Linked DNA regions of Mus musculus: all the other regions are linked to region 1. A link is a contact called in public Micro-C and promoter capture Hi-C data. All regions are on one chromosome and are shown on one strand. The core of a region is the stretch at or near the end of the contact, and the rest is flanking DNA. Distances in the headings are between cores, read along the strand shown.

Region 1 (4,612 bases), core at 1,763-4,262:
AATCTGCCTGCCTCTGCCTCTCAAGTGCTGAGATTAAAGGCCTGTCCCACCACCGCTGGGCTACATTTTTTATTACAAAATTATTACATTTAAGTGTTTGTGTGGGTGGGTAGGTTGGGGGGTGGCGTGAGTGCACGCTATGAAGGCTGTGTGGAAGTCAGAGGACAACTTGCTGGAGCCAATTCTGTCCTTTCACATGGGTCCTCGGAGAATGGTGCTTTGGGTGTGGGGTTTGTCATCTCCACAGCCTATGGGGTTTATGTTGTAAAACGTTTCGCACGTGAGAGGAGCATGTAGTACTTGTCTCAACATGATGTCTTCCAGATCCACTTCTTTAGCTGCACATGGTGAGCTTCTGTTGTTCTTTACAGATGAATAATGCTGCACTGTGTACATATCCAGCATTTCAACTCCCCAGTTTGGGGGTTGGGGGTTTAGCTAGGTGGTAGAGAGCTAGCATAGCAAACGCAAGGTCATGGGTTCAGTCCTCAGCGCTGAAAAATAAAACAAAAATAAACAAACAAACAAAAAACCCCAAAATAACCAAAAGATCAACTTCCCAGTTTGATCTCCTCACAATCTTTTCTTCCTTCTGACCTCTGCAGCACCTCCTTAGTGATCAACCCTATTGATCTCTTACACCTGCGGGTTTTCTACACCCATAGATTTAGTCTCTCTCACTAATCACCAATGGAGAATGGCCAGTGGGCCACAGCAGGCAGGAGGGCCCAGGCTTTCATGATGTCTTAGGGGGTGTGGCGATGACTCAGGGCTTTTGGGCCCTCTCTCATTTCTTCCTGGTCTCAAGGCATCCTTTGATGGGTTCTTTGGGCTGACTAGACTACACTGCTAGTCTGTTCTTTCTCTTTAGGGTGGTCACTTAAGACATTTGCTCTAGCTTGGAGCTGTAAGAGATGACTCTGGGGTGTTGACTGTGGGGATAAAAAGAGACTAACCTGGCTGGGTGGTGGTGGCTCACGCCTTTAAGTCACAGCACTCAGGATACAGAGGCAGACAGATGAGTTCAAGGCCAGCCTGGTCTACAGCCTGAGTTCCAGGTCAGCCAGGGCTACACAGAGGAAACCCTGTTTTGAAAAACAAACAAAACAACAATAACAACAAAAACAGGGTAAACAATGCTCAAGATGGCTGCGATTCATGAAAGGGACGATGCCTCTGGACAGTAGTTTACAGATGTTCTTCAGTGGCCTTATTAGGATGGAGGCCCTGGCCTGAAAATACATTATCTGACTCTCCTGTGACAAGAAACTCAGGGATGAAATGCAGGAAAATTTAGGTCCTTTGGTCAAAGATAATCTCACTGTGTTTCAGTACAGCTTCCCCGAGCTGTCCTTCTTGGTGAACTACTCATCCTTAAGATCTTTTTTATTTTATTTTATTTTATTTTGGTTTTTCGAGACAGGGTTTCTCTGTATAGCCCTGGCTGTCCTGGAGCTCATTTTGTAGACCAGGCTGGCCTCGAACTCAGAAATCCGCCTGCCTCTGCCTCCTGAGTGCTGGGATTAAAGGCGTGTGCCACCACGTCCGGCTCTTAAGATCTTTAAAAGGTTTGTTGTTGTTGTGTGTGTGTGTGTGTGGTTTTTTTTTGTTTTGTTTTGTTTTTGTTTTTTGAGATAGGTTCTGTGTAGCTCAGAAATTTGACTACAAATATCTCAAGTGACCAAGAATGATCTTCTCTGATGCAATTATCATCCATAACTTCTAAGACTCTCTGACCTCCAAGGAGATTGCAAGCTCTCTGAAGGCCTGGACAATATCGTTATTATCGTCGTAGCTTCATTTCTGAGCACCGCTAATGACCGGATAGATGAAAGACAATGCATCATCTAGTGTCAACTGCGGACTTGGAAATGTCTGTTGCCAAAGATCGTCTGCTTTGCCCTCCCAGTCTTTCTTTGCATGGTGCAGGGAAAAAGCTGAGGCTAATTTTTATTAAAACAATCTAGCCAGCAGCTTAGCTGCACCCTTACCCACATGCCTGTACTTAGAGACTCTACTCAGCACATGGTTGGGTTTATTTTGCTCTTCCATGGATAACGCCGAGAGCCAGAGAATGATGGGAAGATAATCGGTTCAGCCGCCAACATCGCATTTGAGAAAAGAGGGCAGACCGGGGGGAGGGGGAATGATGGTGTTTTGAATCCTCAGAAATCTTCCCCAAATAATAGGAAAGCCTTCAGTACAGCTCCGAATGTTTCCTCACTTCGAAGCCTCTTCCTCTTCTGAGATTAGGCCCAGTTGCCTGGACGGCTTCCTGTCAGGGCTTTCCCGACAAGGGTATTTAAAGTGAGAAAGAGGAAGAGAAAGTCGGAGACAGGGGCGAGGACCACCGCTGAGTCGGACTGGCTTCTGCTGGGAATTCAAGATGGGTCTCCAGGACTCAGGGAAGGGCGCTCGTTCATCTCCAACTCTTGCGTCTCCGCCTCTGCGGTTCTCTAGGGCTCCGCGGAGACTGATCTATCACCAATCAGCCTCAGAAGCGAAGAGAGAGTTTCTTTCCTAAGTGTCTCAAAAGCACAAACTTTGAGGAGACAACCGGGAGGGAGGACCGACGTGCAGGGGGCAGAGGCAGGAAGCAAGCAGGCAGGCAGGCGCAGGGAAGGCAGAGGAACGCCCGGCAGGCTGAGGCTAACCGGGGCGGACCGGGGTACACTCCCCAGCGCAGACACCGCCCGAGGCAGCAGAGCGGCAGGGCCTGCGCAGCGGTCGGCCTGGCCTCCGAGGCCCGCGGCCGCGCCCCGGAGGCGGGCCGGGGGCGGGGCAGCACCGGGCTGGGGCGCAGATGCCGAGAGCTTTGGCCCGGGCCTCCCCGCTTGGGCGGGCCGCGGCTGCTGAGGATCCCCCTAGACGCCGCCCGGGAGCCACGGCCCGGAGCCCAGCGCTCATTGGCGGCGCGGCGCGGTCTCCCCGCCCCCCGGCGTCCCCGCCCCCTCCGCCGCCGCCGCCGCCGCGGCTCGGCTCCGCCTCCTGGCCCGCCGGGAGCCGCCTCCGTCGCCGCCACAGCCTCCTTCGCCGCCGGTCCGGGCCCAGCCAGCGCCCGCCGCGCCGGAGTCGAGTCGCAGTCCGAGCCGCTGCCCGCGGCCCCGCCATGAGCGGAAGCGCCGCCGCCGCGGTCGCGGTCGCCGCCGCCGCCGCCGCCTCAGCCGCCGCCGCCGCGCACTTCCAGCCTCGGTCGTCGTCTCCCAGGCCGGGGCCCGCCGAGCTCGGGCCCCCCCGCCGCCCGCGCCCCCCGCCGCCCCCGCCGCCGCCCCGGCCCGAGCCCATCACCGCCGGCCGCCTTAGCCCTCCGGGCCACGGGCCTCTTCGGAGCGGGGCGCAGGGTGTCGGTGCCTGCGGCAGAGCGCCCGGAGCAGGTACGGGGTCTGCCGGCGAGGCGGGGCGGGGCGGGGCGGGCTGTGCGGGGAGGGGTGAGGGTCAGTCCGGGGCAAGGGGTCCCGCGGAGAGGGAGGAGCCTTGCCCGCCACAGCTTTGTCCAGCCCGGGAGACCCCGGGAGCCCTGCTCCTCCGCCGGGCAGAGCGCCTCACAAAGCGTTTTCGCACCCGCTGGGCAGCCCCTTCCTGCGGGGTGGGCAGGGCAGGACCTCGTGAGGAATCGGCTCTGCCGGGGAGGAAACTGAGGCTTACCGGGGGAAGTGACTTGCCCAAGGTCACAAAGCCAGCTAGAGTCGTGTCTTGGCTGAGAACCAGGGCCACCCTGGAGCTGGCGCGGGCCGTCAGCCGAGGGGGCTGGGAGGAGGAGGCAGAGTCCCCAGCCCCTGAGTCTGGAGTGGTAGGAAGAAGGGGGTTGGGGCCTGCGCCCTGGCACACCCACCAGGGTAGCTAACCTATGCTAAGCTGACCAGGACAGGTAGGAAGGAGAAACAGGAGCTGCCTCGGGAGCTTAGTGCCCTGGGGAGCCGATTTTGGGAGCTGGAGCGAGCAGGACTCCTGCCGGGGGCGGGGAGGGGGATGTGCTCCGAGAGGGTTTTATTGAGGTAGTGGAGTAGAGCTTTGGAAACTTGACTCGGGGACCGTTTGGCCCTCTCCAGGTCAGCCTTCTCACTACTGCATAGGCTAAGCCAGCCCAGCGGGAATGAAAGGGAAGGAGGCCTGTTTATACAGTGTCTTTTTCCAGGAAATTGCCCGAGTTTTGTTTATGCCCGGAACAGAAATACATAACTGGTCCTGGTAAAAGCATGCATGCGACAGAAGGCCATCCGAGCCTTTTCTAGATGGTCTGGACTTAACACACTTGGAGAATTCTCTGAGGAAGAGCAGCTGTCCTAGAAGGGGGAAGGAAGTTGGGAGGGTTAGGACAACTCACCCTCCTGCCTGCTTTACAATTCAGGAGGAATCCATTCTTACTTGGGGTGATTAGGCGAGTTGCTTTTACTCTGCGTGCATCTTAGAAAAGGCGAGGGGATAATAATTATTTCCAGAGGAGAAAGCAATGGAAGGATAGCAGGCAATGAGGAAAGATCAGTAGAAGCTGTGGAATGGGGAAAAAGAGAGGGTATGTAGTTATTGTGGGGGAAGGGAGATAAAGGGATTGCTGAAGGGGAGGGAGGAGAGCAGATAGCTTAGAGAAAAAGACTGGGATGCTTCCAAAAGG
Region 2 (4,683 bases), core at 535-3,034, 360 kb after region 1:
GTGTCTGCTATTCTACATGCTATACATGGATACCTCAGTTAATCCTCTTAGTAAAATCTTGAACCAGAAGTACCCAACCTTCTTAAAGCTCTGACCGTTTAACACACCTCATGTGGTGGTGACCCTCCCTCAACCATAAATGCTTTCTTTGCTACTTCATGACTTAAATTTTGCTACTGTTATGAATCATAATCATCTCTGGGTCTTTGATGGTCTTAGGTGACACCTGTGAAAGGATCATCGGACCTCCCAAAAGGGGTGGCGTCCCACAAGTTGAGAACCATAGATGTAGACGGTACCATATATAAGAATGTGGATATTAAAGTAAAAAAAAAGATTAAGGCTAAGTAACTTACTGAAGTTTTCCTAAAAGCCCTACTCCACAACAGTGGGATAAGAAGGGGGTAACTAGTATTCTTTAGACATCTTTGGACTAACTAGAACACAGAGAGATAAGCTGGATTAGTCAAGAATTCACAGTATTCTTTCGTCCCTTTTCTATTGGTTTCCTTACTAGTTTATAGTTAAATTTAGAATTCAAATAATTAACTAATCCCAGGTTCCTGTCACAATCTTCTTCAAATGCCTTCCTTTAAAATAAATAAATAAATAAATAAATAAAGCATCAACCAAAACTCCTTAATTTTAACTTCTCAGGCTTTCTTGAAAACTTCCTTGAGACTGGGTATGTTTTTCCCCTGAGTGCCTCTCCCTGTAAGCAACACACTCCTCCGTTACTTTTGTTATAAAAATTCCATTCATCTTTCGATGGCTAGTATAGGTAGACACTCGGTTTTTCTCATCTTCTAGGTGAATGTCAACGTTCCTCTGTGCACATGCAGCCCCACCCGCATCTCTCCTCTGAACCTGTCTGCCTGAATTCAAACTGCTTAGCGCTCCTGTCTTCCACCACCTATCAGCCTGAGGTGTCCCGGGAAGCACGAGTTCGTGTCACATCCGAACGCTGAGCAAGCGCAGGAAGGACAATCCTAAGCGGTCAAGCTTTCCATCCATCTCTGGTGCAACTGCTTTAACAGAGCCCTAGAACACACCTCTCTCCCGAAGCCAAGCCGCCACGGGGTGATTTATCGATGTGTAGTCAACCCCCACCCCACCTTACCCCATCCCCCAGCCGGGTCTCAGACCCACGGTGCACCCGCCAGGCAACCTTGTGGACCCTATCAAAGTTCACCGCCACTCAGGCCAAGTCAGTCAAATTAACAAGTGACAACAACTGACTGGGCAGCAGCAGGGGAGCTGCACCTACGTATCCCTTCCGCCCAGCGGTGCTATCCGGAGCCCAGGCACCTCCCTGTTTTCTGACAGGGACCCTGGCCAGGGACCAGGGTCCGGCAGGGCAAGGGGCCCCTGTCTGGGAGGTGACAGAACAAGGCCTCGAACCCCAGTCACCACCCCAGGGTTCGCAAGATCTTCAGGGAGAAGAAGACGAGGGCGGAGAGCGGCCTCCGGGTCGGGCTCCAGCCCGGCGTTCCTGACCGCCGCCCGCGGGTCTGGGGGCACGCGCACCCCGCCCCCGGCTCCGCGCCATCTTGGAGCGCTGAGGCACTCCTCAGGACCGCCCCGATCGTGGCTCCCGCGGCTACTCACCCGCGCTGCCCGGGGCCAGGCCCCCCGTCACCTCCGCGACCCCCGCCGCGGCCAGCAGAAGTAGCAGCGCGCTGCGCGGGGAGGCCCGGACGCTCGCCATGTCCGGGCCGGGTGGGTCCGAAGCCGCGGGATGCTCGGACCCAGCCTGGCCGTAGCAACCCCTGGCACCAGGCCCCGCCCCCGGCGCCTTGGCTCTCTGGTGATTGGCTGCGGCTCGCTGAAGCCCCGCCCCGGCCGCTCAGAGTTTTCAAAACCTCCCGGGGGGCGGCAGCGCGCCCTGGACCCTGGCTCTTTGTTATGGGCCAGCTGTGTGTCGCCTTCGGACTCGGGCTCCCGGGCTGCGGTCTTCAAACGGGAAGTCAGAGGCTGGAGACCCCTGTGGAATGCCTCTGTCCCGTGTCGGGGCACATAGGGGGTGGGGAGCCCGCAGCTCAGGGGCGACTGGCCTGCCGAGATCACTCTGCAGGTCCGTCTGATTTGCAAGGGCTAAGTCAAAGCTGAACTGTAGGGCGTGCACCCCTAGTTGAATCCTCCAGAACACTCTTACTATCCTGTCCAAAGGCTGCCTCGACCTAAAGAAGGCGTGTTACCTGGCCTCCCCTCAAAGCCAAAGGGCTCTGCTGAGGGCACGGATTCACAGGCTGGCTTCGCTGTTAATACCTATTGCACTCAGAGAAAGGGTCAGGGCAGCCTGTATGACTAGACTTAGAGAGCCTTGAAATTCAGAATTGGTTCGAGAGGATTTGGAGATGAATCTTTGAGCAGCTACTCCGGAGAATGTTCCAGAGGACCTAGGAATCAAAGCGAATTCATTGTGGAGAAACGCCCCCCACCCCCCACCCCCCCCTTTTTCCTGGCTACCTGGCCCTTGAACAGATAGCTCGTCCAGTTTAGAGACTTGCTGTTCAGAAGTGAAGCCAATTGCTTATTTCCAGATTCCTCTATTCAGGTCACTAACAGCAGCTTTCTCCTGCGACAGATGGTAACTATGACTGTAATGAAAAGAACAAAGTCTTGACACCCTCCTCGAGTCCAGATTGTACACTACTCCCGACTAGCCCCGTGTCTGTGGGTGAGGACATTTTTACTTCTGAGCCTCCCCCCCACCCCAACCCTCATGCTGGCCTTCTTGATAAGATTAATGAACGTATTGTGTTTATTTACTTATTTTGAAGACAGGATCTCATACAGCTCAGGCTGACCTTGAGTTTACAATGAAGCCAAGGCTGGCCCTGATTTCCTGATCAAGCGCACAGGAACCCAGTCTCATATTGTATTTAGAATGTCTCAGACAGTGCTTGACCCAGTGAATAATTGAGATATCTGAACTCAGGCCATGGGGCTAACTGGCTGAACGTATTTCCCACTCTGCCCCTACTACTTTGTGCTTCTTCAAAACAACAGACTTTCTTTATTAAAAACACTGAGGACAAGCCGGGCGTGGTGGTGCATGCCTTTAATCCCAGCACTTGGGAGGCAGAGGCAGGTGAATTTCTGAGTTCAAGGCCAGCCTGGTCTACAAAGTGAGTTCCAGGACAGTCAGGGCTATACAGAGAAACCCTGTCAACAAAACAAAACACCACTGAGGACTGTATTACATCGTTTCTGCCCCACCCTCTTCCCTTATCAACTAAGGCTTTACTTTCTGGAACAGTTCTAGGCTCATAGCCCAGCTGAATGGACGGTACTAAAACATAAAGTGCCCCTCATATGCACAGCCTCTCTTACAACCAATGTCCACCACCTGGCACCTTTGTGACAATGGGCGTGCCCGAGCTGACACGCGGAGTCACTATTGGGAATGTGCTGTGACAAATGTATAGCGTTTATCTACCACTCTTCCTTTTAACTTTATTTAAAGTGTAGCTGTCAGGAAAAGTGTGTGGTTCACCTTGGAGCTCATACTATATTTCTGCCCTACAATGCTGGTGTGATCACGTGTCACTTAAAACGATCGATGCTTAGAGATCAATATGGTGCTTTTAGATAGACTTAATCACCAACTATTGGTTGTTCTGAAGCTCTTATTTTTTCAAATCCTATTTTTACTGATGACTCTTAAATGCTTTAACCTTCCTTGTAACCCATCACCCACCAGAGGTATTGGAAAAGAAAGGATACAGAGGAAGTGGACCTGTTTAGAAAGGTTCTTTGGAGCAACTCCCGTCTGTGTTGTCTAGGAATCGGCAGTTGAGTTCACAGGTTAGCAGGCAGCAATAGCTTGATCCACTCACAAACACTTCACAGATACACCAGCAGTCCAGTTTGGTAGAGCTGTGTCGGCAATTGCAGTGATAAGACCTAGCAGGGACAGTTGGGCCACAGCCTCTGCTGGAGTCAGCAGGAGGGACCAACAGGAACACCAGGAGAAGCTCTCAGCTGTGCCTCTCTCAGGGAGCCCCACAAGCATTGCACAGCTAGCTGTACCAGCAAGCCAAGCTCTGTCTCTGTCACTCTGTGGAATCTTATTTATACCCTCCAAACATCCCGTGTCCTCCACGTGGCCTTGCCTCACCACGGGCCTTGGAAGCGGCAAGAAGCTGCAGCACAGCACCAGAAGTTTTTTGGTGCATTTCTATGACATCCCAGCAAATGCAGCTCAGCTATGCAATGTAAGGTGGACCAATGCATGCGTGCTGTTAGCAATGAATCCTTCACCACGTGTCCTTTCATGTGCTTGACTTAGCAGAGCATCGTCTCTCCTGTGTCTGCTTCTCCAGTCTGCCTTAGACTTTCACACCTGTAGCCACTTCAGCTAAACCTCGGAACCAGGGGCCTCACCCGGTTCCCTCAGCGATAAGCAGGTGCTGTACCTCTGAGCTATATCCCCAGGCCCCTCCACAAATCTTTCGGTTGATGGTTTTGTGGTGTACTTTCCTATGACTTGATCCCTCCTTTTTATTTCCTTTTGAGATAGAGTCTTCCTATGTAGCTCAGGCTGGCATCAAACTTGAAATCCTGTCTTAGCTTCCAAAGTGTCCCACTGCCTTATACTTTTTAAGTATCGACGTTCCCTTTGTGTCTTTGCATGTCTCTATACCCCTCCTAATAATATGTATGCTTTCTCTATTAATA
Region 3 (4,575 bases), core at 1,902-4,401, 480 kb before region 1:
ACCCTGCCAGAGCACGCGGGGACCTGGAGCAACCTCAGTACCAGCCCCTTTCCTGGGCTTCCAATCTGTCTCTTCCTCAGTCTCGTCTTTGCCGTTCTGATTTTCTCTAAAGATTCTCCTCGCATTTCCTAGTCCGCTTAGCTAGCACGATTCTGATTCTACGTGCCTCCCACCCCACCCCTTCTCTCTGCCTGGTGTAGCGTTTAAAAAAGCACACAATAAGTTGAGGTTAGTATGTTGTTGCGGCAACGTGGCTAGGGGGAAAAAAGAGCCATATTCTGTCCTCGGAACGTTTCCGGTCACTACGGTTTGGTTTCCCCTCCAGGCGATGCCAGCGCTGGATTCATCTTACAGGCCTCTGCTGCGGAGCCCGCTGGCTTGCTCTTTCTAGCTGTGTACACATGTGTTCAATTGTGGATACACCGACTTATGATTGCAAACAAGGCGGGCACTCGGAGCCGAAAGCTAACACAGGTTTCTAGTTTTAGGCCAGGTGTATTCAGGAATCCCGACACCAATTTGCGCCTAGACTCCACGCTTTCTGGTCCTTGACTCGGTATCTCTAGGGCCGCAGCATCAATTCCGTGTCATCCGAAGTGGTTTAGTTTGTCACCTGCTCCGCAGCGGGGAGCCGCCTCTGTGTTCAACGTTGCTGGCAGGGGGTTTGGAGAAGTTGAAAGCGCGCTGAGCGGTCGCAAGGAGACGGCAGGCCACAGCTGGCCGAATGGGCAAAGGAACCGCGGGTAGGCCTGGGTACCGCGGAGGGAATTCTGAATTGCGATCCCAGCATCAGGACCGCAGGACCCCGGAGTTTGTGGCTTGCAACGGGCGCCCCCTCGGGAACGCAGCGCACGTTTGTTCCACGCTGGTGCGAAGCGCACATAGAGCAACGCCATGTCTGTCCCCGAGTCTGGTATATTTCGGAGTCTGGCAAACCCGCCATTTAGTGATGTTTGGCCTAATCCTGGTTCCTAGCTAGATATAGGCAGAAACGAAATAGTGATCGGTGTGTTCTCCCTTAATCCCAAAGCCTGCACAAAATGAAAATATACACACGAAACTCACCAAATCGTCGCACAAATACAAAACTAAAACCAACACAGGAAAACAAACTCCCATGCCCCCTCCCATTCAAAAGCTCATTAAGAAAATCAAAAATCGAAGAAAACAAAATAAATACATTTGTCGATGCAGGACACACAAGGCACTAACTGAAACAGAATCAGATCATATCAAAACACAGCTCAGAAGGAGAAGCCTGGCATAGGACTCAAAAGGAGACAGTCTACAAGGGCAGAGTATAAAACCCACACAAAATCAAACCACGCAGTACAGACAACAAAACCCACCCCAGAGCTAGACCTGAAAAAGCAGTTCCACAAAGAGGGGAGGAAAAAGCAAAACGCAAGAAACAAAAGATTCACGGATAATGGAAACTCTTAGGAAACAAACAACAAAACAAAACCCTAAATAGGAAGAAAAGAAAAGCCAACAACTCCAGCCCCAGCCCAGGGTGAACTGTCAATTCCGAAAGAGCTTTTGATCTCCAGGCGCAGGCAGGCCTCCCCTCCGCAGCGCTGCTTCCCGGCACCCGCGAGGCGGAAGGGCGGGAAGCGGGAGCAGAGGCCCGGACGCAGACGACAGTCTAAAGCTCCAGGACCGCCAAAAATCAAACCGCAGATGAGACCCGGACCCACAGGCTGCAGGGAGGGGTGGCACAGGGGACTACGCAGACTACTTGGTGGGGGTGGGGGACTCCCGGGAATCCACAGCCACGTTTCCAATTGTGGCGAAATCTGCTCAGTGAATTTGCGATGTCCGGTGCCCACTGACCCCTCCCCCTATCCTCGAACTCTAGGCTCTCTCCCCTAGGTTGCAGCCCAGCCTCGTGACCACCCCCCTCCAAAAAAAAAAAAATCAAACAAACACTCTCGGAGAGCGATTCACTTTCCGAAACTGCCATTGTCCAGTGGCCCTAGAGCGCTCACCCGCCCTGGAGAACCTTCCCCTGCGACCACCCCCGCAACGGGGCTCTATAGGCTTCTCGCGGCCAAACCCAGCCGCTTGGAATTCAGACTGGGGAGGGAGCAGAGTAGAGGAGGCTTGAGCTCGGACGGCAGGGAGCGAGGTTGGACACCACACCTTTACCTAGTTCCTCTGCAACCGATTTTCTCTCTGGAAAATCAAGTCTGGGAACTCGGGGATGCTACAAGGTCTCTTGGCCCGAGGGCAGTGGGATTCCATTTAGGGGCCTGGGTAAGGTGTCCAGAATTTTTGCCTGTTCTCCGAGCCTGCTAGGATGGTTCTGCTTGGCCCGGGTGCTCCAAAAGCAGAGGACCGGGTTTTATCAGCAGCTTTCCGCTGAACCTCTGGGCTCTGGGGTAAAAAGGGTCGAGTTCTAAAGGGGAGATCTGGGACCTGGTGGCTGAATGGGACCTAGATACTGTAGTGATCTGAAGCTGCCCTGGAAGATGAGCCCAGCAGACCTATGGAGGTTGCAATTGAGTTGGGGGTGGGGTAGTTGGGAACCCCGAGGGCGGGCGCCGCCCTAGGGGTGAATCTGAGGATGCTGGAGCATCCCCTGTGGTTGACAATTGTGCTAGTACAGGGTTCAAAACCACTTGCTTGGCAGAATTGTTCTTTCTTTAAAATAAAAAAATGGGCCTACTGGCCCTCACAAAGCAGAGTTTACATGTAGAGCAAAAGCGCACAGGGCCGCGACCCCCAGACACAGGTTTGGAAGCGGGTACGACCCTGTGACTCAGGTTCTCCTTCCCCTAGGCGCGCGACTAACGCCGGGCCGGGCGCAGTCTGAATCTTTCCTTCCCTGCCCCCAACCCCCTATAAAAGTCCAAGGCGGCACCGAGGCGGCATTGCTGCTCTCTGGGCCTCTTGCACACCTTCGGCCAGGCCTGGTCCGCCCCGTCTGGCACGCTGGGCAGGCCGCAGAGCTGACACCCTTTCCCTGGTTCTTGGCCCGCAGTGCGGGGCGGTGCGCCGGGGGCGCGACGTGTCTGGGGACATCTTGTGATGTTGGCGAGAACAGGACATGATCTCACATGGCGAGAAGCTCTTTAGTTCCTTAATCATTTCACGGTGCCTTCGGACGCTTTTTTTCCACCTAAAACGTTTAGTTTCAGCTCAGTGATCAGCTACCCCAGCTCGGCGGGGGAGCGGAAGGCTTCAATTATTCCGACTTGTGAGCGGGCCCCAGCACCAAAAAAAAGAAAGAAAGAAAGAAAGAAAGAAAGAAAGAAAGAAAGAAAGAAAGAAAGAAAGAAAGAAAGAGGAAAGGAAGAAAGAAAAAGAGGGAGAAAAGAAAATAAAACAAAGAAAGAAAAAAGAAAAGAAAAAAGAAAGAAAAGGAAAAAAGACACCCCAAAAAAAGTGGAAACTTTTCCTCGCTGTCCATTTCATCAAGTCCTGAAATATCGAAATGGATTTAGAGAAAAATTACCCGACTCCTCGGACCATCAGGACAGGTAGGAACACCGCGAAACGGGATTCATCCATGCTTACTCTGGGACACTACCCAGTGCTAGTATCCATGCTAATATCCATGCAAGAAGAAAGGTGTGTGTGTTTGTGTGTGTGTGTGTGTGTGTGTGTGTGTGTGTGTGTAGTTTTCTCAGGAAAAGGCCTGTCCTTCTACAGTGCGTTCACATGGTTTTCACTAGTCCGTCAAGGTGTCTTCAAGGAGGCCTGTTTTCTTTGGTTTTGTTTGATTCTGTTTCTGATACTTGTGTTGGTGTTAATCTGGAGATGTTCAAGTTTGGATCTGTGTGCTCACTTGAGGAGATCAATGTGTGCAGGAGTTTGTGTTACCCCAAATAGGTGTTCAGTTTGAGTTTGTACGCCTGTTGGCATCTTTACTAGCTTGTATCTTGCCTTGAGCATATTAGCATGTGTTTATGAGTTAGTGTTTGTGTGCGTTCTTTTTAAGACTCCAAGATGTGTGTTTGTGTAAATTCTGTGTATATAGTTTGATAAGCATCTCACTCACTGGACATCTACTGCTTAAGAGGTCTGGTCATCTCTATATCCCAAGTGATTTTGGAAGTAAGAAAGAGGTGGTTCTCTGACCCCTCCATTTTTGGATGTCAACAGCTGCCCAATGTGTACATACCAATACATACAAAAGTGCTTGTCTCTAGCACTGGTATAGCTCTGGGGCCTACTAGGGGTATAGTATACAACACATGTGCTGCCAGGCCTAAGTCTTATAATATTGAGAGATAGAATCAAAAGTGATGTGAATTCAGGGCAATTAAGCTCTCACTGTGCAGTGTGCACTGTCTCATTAGTGTAGTGTTGCATTTAGCATTTGTGTACAAGGGTCTCCTACAGCAAGCACAACTTTGGTAGGTAAGAACAGTCTGTGGACTACTGATGACATTTTGACAGTGTACACACACACACACACACACACACACACACACACTCCAATCCCTTGCCTTTAGGCTGTCACCTAGATTAGCCTCTGACATTGTGTGTGTATATATGTCACACTGTATGCTCAGGCTTTGTCCTGTGGGTGCTGCTCCAATGAAGGAGAGCACAAGTGGGTGGGTATGT

The links. Hi-C and Micro-C count contacts between places; a contact is called where the count stands out from the background. Capture Hi-C pulls out chosen DNA fragments and counts their contacts.
Region 2: a promoter capture Hi-C map of liver shows a contact between it and region 1. The contact joins the promoter of Reck here to the promoter of Rnf38 in region 1. A contact is called at or near these places in 1 of 39 promoter capture datasets (pre-B cells) and 1 of 9 other capture datasets (liver).
Region 3: a contact with region 1 is called in a Micro-C map of embryonic stem cells, with 2.9 times the contacts expected there. The contact joins the promoter of Pax5 here to the promoter of Rnf38 in region 1. A contact is called at or near these places in 3 of 484 Hi-C or Micro-C datasets (embryonic stem cells and pre-megakaryocyte-erythroid progenitors) and 1 of 115 datasets of contacts at active chromatin or transcription factors (embryonic stem cells).

Annotation. Positions count from the first base shown.
Region 1 is chr4:44,232,305-44,236,916 of GRCm38.p6, reverse strand. Rnf38 (ring finger protein 38) reads left to right here and starts at 3,012. Exons shown (of 12, transcript NM_001379580.1): 1 at 3,012-3,374. The coding sequence starts at 3,110.
Region 2 is chr4:43,872,631-43,877,313 of GRCm38.p6, reverse strand. Reck (reversion-inducing-cysteine-rich protein with kazal motifs) reads right to left here and starts at 1,784. Exons shown (of 21, transcript NM_016678.2): 1 at 1,609-1,784. The coding sequence starts at 1,708.
Region 3 is chr4:44,709,270-44,713,844 of GRCm38.p6, reverse strand. It overlaps Pax5 (paired box 5), which reads left to right and starts at 3,151. Exons shown (of 10, transcript NM_008782.3): 1 at 3,151-3,482. The coding sequence starts at 3,437. RefSeq lists a promoter at 1,123-2,919.